Regions from separate parts of the Rattus norvegicus genome. Here region 1 is linked to region 2. A link is a contact called in public Hi-C data. All regions are on one chromosome and are shown on one strand. The core of a region is the stretch at or near the end of the contact, and the rest is flanking DNA. Distances in the headings are between cores, read along the strand shown. Region 1 overlaps Nrep (neuronal regeneration related protein). Region 2 has its middle 22 kb from the start of Stard4.

Region 1 (2,700 bases), core at 16-2,515, 170 kb after region 2:
CAAACAAAAAGATTCCAAAGAAATAACCTCGAAACGCCTGGAAAAAAATTATTGCTTTTCTTTTTCTAAGTCAGGCGGGTGAGGCTGCAGAAAGGAAGAGTTCTGGTAGGTCAATTACAGTTTTGTGATTGCTCCCGCTACCGTGACTGCACATCCACCCAGGGCCAGTCACGAGAGGACAGCCTCTCACACTCTTGGTAGCATCCGCTCAGCCTACAACACTGAAGAAGAAAGCCACACTCAAGACACAAGGAAAACAAGTCAGTCCAGTCTAGAGAAGAACATTCCGGGAAACAGAGTACCAACACCTTCTTAGAACATGGAAATTAAAAACAACTCCGTCAGAGCTACCTCGCCAAGGAGCATGTTGAAAGTCCAAAATAGCACCATTCATCAGTGTCTCAGGCCCTGTGGCAGCGTCTCAGTCACTTACCACAAGGAAACAATGAGTTTCAAACTACTTCTATACAGCAAAAGAGTACATGGGTAAAATATAGAGGTATACAGACAATCGATGAACTTAAACTACTAGGCTTGTTACATCTAAATGAAAAAAAAAGTGGGGGGGACTCTCAGCCTCTGCAAGAAGCAGTCGGGAGCTGTGACGAAAGGCAGGAGTGGACCGGTCGTGTGAGCGCAGTAGGAGTTTTGAGTTGTGGAAGACATTGTTGTAGCGAACCAGGCCTGAAGGCCCACCTGTAGGGGTTGTAAACGTGGATTCACAGTGTGAAATTCTGAGTGTTTTCACTTGAGTCAGAATGATTAAAAACTGGTTTGATGAAACCTATTTGTCCACTGTAAATTCTCTAAAGCCAGGCTTAGAGTCCCATAGTTTCTTCTTATATTTGATGATTTACACAGAAAAAAAAAATCCCATATATGATACCAAGACCTCATCAAAACCCCATACACCGTATGCAATACAAATGGAGGTGTGACGATTAAAAAGGGTGGAGGTAACCGATAGCTGGGGAGCCGGGTTCATGGTTGCCCGGCGGAATCAGCGAGGCAGCGATGGGCTCATCCATCTTCTTGCGGTTCACTTCCTTAGGCACAGGAAGTCTTCCCTGCAGGGAGAAGACAGACAGAGAGACACACACATACACAAAGACAGACTTAGTCACACTTTTAAAACCATCTTTAACAGTTTTTGCTTCTCTGCCTTTTTCTTGTCCAGGAACTTTTGCTATTGTGCAAACCGTTTATATATTAACAGTATTCTGTTGGGCGTCAGTATCAGGCCAGTGGGGGATGAAGCAATTGAAGAAGCTTTTCTTTGCTCAAGTAGAGTGAACTCTTTCTCTCATGGTGGTGTCATTCTTCAGTGTCAGGTCTCTGGGGACAGTGGCTAGCATTAGGCAGGACCCAGGATCAAGCTGGGTTAGGGGTATACATAGAAGTGCTAATACATTTTCAAAGATTTATTTTATGTGTATGAGTGTTTGCCTGCATGTATATGTGTGTACATTTGGCCTGGTGTTCATGGAGGGCAGAAGAGGACATTGGATTCCTGAAACTGTATCTACAAATGGTTGTGAAGCACCACGTGGGGGCTAGGAGCTGAACCCAGGTCCTCTGCAAGAACAGAAAGTGTTCTTAACCTTATCCGCTGGGCCATCTCTCTAAACCTATGTGTCTCGTCTCTGCGTGTATGTGTGTGTGTCTCTCTCTGTGTGTGCATGTGTGTGTGTGTGTGTGTGTGTGTGTGTGTGTGTGTGTATTTAAGTACATGGGTGATGTAATGGAGGGCTGACAGTAGCCTACTTTCTATTATACTATTTAAAATAGATCATAATACAGAAATCATTTCTATGTAAGCGTTACTCTATAAGCAGCTGGCATGTTTCATACAAATGCTAATGGTCAGGACTAAAATGGTACCCAATGGTGGAGTGAGAGATACAATGTAAAAGGAGCCCAGATAGCAGCTAGCTACAGGAAAGAGGAGGAGAGCTCGAGACCACACCCAGAGGCTCCTGAGACTTGGTAACTAAGTTCCTCCTTACTCAGCTGATAGCTATGCTGATGAACCCCACAGGTGATGACCACTCTGTGCTGCTTCTGCTGATCCACAGAAGGAGGGCAGCCTCGAGGTGCAGCCTCCCTCAGCGGGGCCCACTGACCAACTGACATAAGAGTCTTAATTCATTAAAAAGGAAAAATGATTGCATATCCCATTTACCCACACACACTCAGTGAAGACAAACTCTCTCTAAATCAAACCGTTAATTTTTGGCATTTTCTTAAGGACGATATTAGCCTTTCTGGTCTTTTAAGTATTTGTGTTCCAGTCAAAGGAACTGTCTACACGGAAGTACTATGCAGTTGTGAAAACCATTTCGATCTTGAAATTTTAGTATCCAGTACACAAAATAAAGATAAAAAATCCACTGGTATTTTCCAAGTAATGCCACCCCCCAATCTGACCAGTTAGGGTGGCCTTGAAAGTGTTCCAAAGCTAGCACACTGCTGTGTGTTGGTGTTTGAGACTCAGTCCCACTAACCGTTGACCTCCAGGAAGAAAAACACACACTGCAAAATGAAATTTGAGAGCTAGGAAAGAGTTATCTCCTGAAAAACAAAGTGGGGTATTTCATTCAGATCTGAATCCAGCTCTTCTGTTTCTATTTAATTCATTGTCTTCCTTCTGTAGTACCGAACACTCATATACCGTCTTGTTGTGAATGCTTGCACACATTG
Region 2 (2,700 bases), core at 149-2,648:
GGTCTGTTTATTGAGGGGAGTGTACAGCATTTAAAGCTCTGAAGCAGGAACTGAAGCTTAGGGTGGGGGGAGTACTGGGAAGTGCCCAAGGACATAAGGTGAATCGTTAAACCGAAAGATGTTCTTCTTCTTTGAAAAGGTCAAACCCTTCTCAGAACTCTGCTCAGGGCAGGGCTCTAGCTTTGCCCAGTCCGGCAGTCCAGTCCCGGACAACTGTCTTTTTTCTTCTTTCTATTTTAGATGCTGACAACAATTCTAAAGTTCCTTTCCTGATTCTGAGAGCCAGGGTATTTCTAAAAACAGAAAAGTTCTCTAATTTTACTATTTGACTATTTACTATATTTTGACGGTTATGTGTCCACAGAGATACATTACTCAAATTTGCTACCAAGACAAGCAAAGAGGTCAAGAAAGCAGAGTGGAACATTCAGCAACAGGGCTGTAAGTAAGTGGATAACTGTTTTCAGTCGAAATAAAAGGACATTTTAAAAAAATGAAATTAATTGAATAATGATTTTCTATATAAGGCAACCATTAAGCTTTTCTATAAAATATATTTGTTCCCAATATATTAAGAAACCTGTAACATCCAAAAGAGTATATAAATTATTCTTTTGTGATTTTAAATGAAATCGCTGTAAGTTTCAAAAGGATGTCACATATATGTATGCACACATGTACAAAGAATAGAATGATTATTAGTAATAGGAGCTTATAATTGCAGTTTGTTTTGGTGTTTATACTTTAATGATAAGAGACATTTACTGTAATAAATCTATTATGATACAATTATTATATAAAATATAATAATTTTATGAAGTATGGATTATTTGGGGTGGAATCATTTGTGTACAGTATAAAGATGGGAAGATACATTCCAAATATCAACAAGAACATCGTTTAGGATAGCCTTTTAGCTTCATGCTTTTCTTGGTTTAAAAATTTCCTGCATTGGACAAATCTTGCTTTAGGTAAATTATGAAAGCAACAGATGTTAAATGTTAAATCATCATGAGTTCCCTGTGACCACTAGGCTAATGTTCGACTTCCTAATGCAGTATCAAAATCCTCACAGGCAATGCCTTCTAAGTTTTCCCTCATCCCATGTGTGCCCTCTTCTTTTTACGTCATTCTCGGCTGCCACACCCCACTCGCACTCCACTTCATCCTGATGAACCTTCGTTTGGGGGCTATGCTGCTTCCCGGACTTGTCCACTTCACATTGATGCTGACGTTCCTGCTGGCTCTGAAACTCCTCTCGGAAACGCCTTTATCAACTTCCGTTCCTGAAGTCTACGTTTCCCACAAGTTTGAAGTTCAACACGTAAAGTACCAGTGACCTTTGGATCAGAGACTGCAGACTCGAGTGAACGTGACGCACGGTACATGTTTGCCCTGTGCTGAACACGCTGTGCGGGTCTGGTTCCGAAACTGCACTCCTGGTTCTCCAGTTTGCTCACTGACCTTGGCGCAAGTTCTTGGCTGTTATCTGCAAAAATTAGGCATGAAAGCACTTGCCTCAAAGAGTTCTTATAGAGATAATAAAACGGTAATAAGGCATTCGGAATAGTGTGTGCTTTCCAGTACATAATAAATGTTAGCTGTCCTATAAGGATTGCCCTCGTATGCTCAGGTCCATGGTCAGGTCCTAGGTGTCCGTTTGGAAACGTCAGTTTAATGGATTGTCATTATTAGACTGGCATTCCGAAATGACCCCTAAATTTAGCTTTCTCACGGCTACTCTCTTTAGACAATCTGGGTTTTCATTATCTAGACCACAAATCATTTAAATGTATGAGAAAAAAAAATTTCAATTGCAGAGTCCAATTTTGACCACTAGATGGGAATAAAACACCACCTATGGTTTTTACAAATCAACTACAAGAAACTTTGACTAAGTAAGCGTTCACTATTGTGCCTTTATTTCACGATTTCTATTCTTCTCCTCATCAGCTAAGGAAGCTGGGAGGAAGTGAGCTTGCCAGAGAAGTGGAGGCTTACATAGCCCTGACTGCTCACCCAAGCAGGAAGCCTGGCTAAGGTAGTGTGGCTGACATTCTTGATGTGACTGACTTAATCCCTCTACCTCATTACTACCTAACTACAAACGGAGGCTTTTAAAATGCCAGACTCTGGCTAACTGCTCTGGGACCAAAGGACAATGCCATCGACTGATTCTGTGGGGGGCATGAGGCAGCAGAAAGAGGGGGACAGAGCGGTTGGATGCAGAGGTGCTGGTTTTCAGGAACACATGAGACCTGTGTAAACGTTAGGGTCAGCCTTAACTGCCACGAGATCCTGTGCTCTATTTGCAAATGCAGCATATTCTTCACATCTGCAGCCCCAAAGCACTTGGGTTTGTAATTCAGACTCACTGTAATACCACGTGTTCTCTCACCAAGGTGGTGGCTATTGCCAGTCCCTCCCCCTCCCCACTCCCACCTCCAGAAATGGCTCCAATTTGTACAAACAGAAACACTGCCTCTGTGGTCCTTGCTGGTGCGTCAACCACAGACCCCCTAAGGCACGACTGACAATTTTTCCAAATAAGTGTAAAATCAATTAAAAAACATGAAGTCAGTTAAATGAGTTGTTCTATCTATGATACAGCCATTGCAACTGCTACAACAAGTGATGTGTAAAACTTTAACTAAGTGAAAACAGCAGCATCCACAACCCTTCATAAAGATTATCTGCTTT

The links. A called contact is a pair of places that touch in the nucleus more often than the background predicts.
Region 1: a contact with region 2 is called in a Hi-C map of liver, with 5 times the contacts expected there. The contact joins two enhancer-like sites. A contact is called at or near these places in 3 of 12 Hi-C or Micro-C datasets (hepatocytes, kidney and liver).

What each region holds. Positions count from the first base shown.
Region 1 is chr18:25,291,951-25,294,650 of GRCr8, forward strand. It overlaps Nrep (neuronal regeneration related protein), which reads right to left. Exons shown (of 4, transcript NM_001419561.1): 4 at 1-1,067. The coding sequence ends at 942. Among named protein-coding and RNA genes, the nearest start is that of Nrep, 27 kb to the right of the region's middle. Within about 2 kb of position 1,266, at least 1 of the 93 cell types and tissues checked has an H3K27ac peak or open chromatin away from gene starts, as enhancers often do. A contact at or near this core is called in liver, where this site is marked.
Region 2 is chr18:25,125,128-25,127,827 of GRCr8, forward strand. No RefSeq gene overlaps it. Among named protein-coding and RNA genes, the nearest start is that of Stard4, 22 kb to the left of the region's middle. Within about 2 kb of position 1,399, at least 7 of the 93 cell types and tissues checked have an H3K27ac peak or open chromatin away from gene starts, as enhancers often do. A contact at or near this core is called in liver, where this site is marked.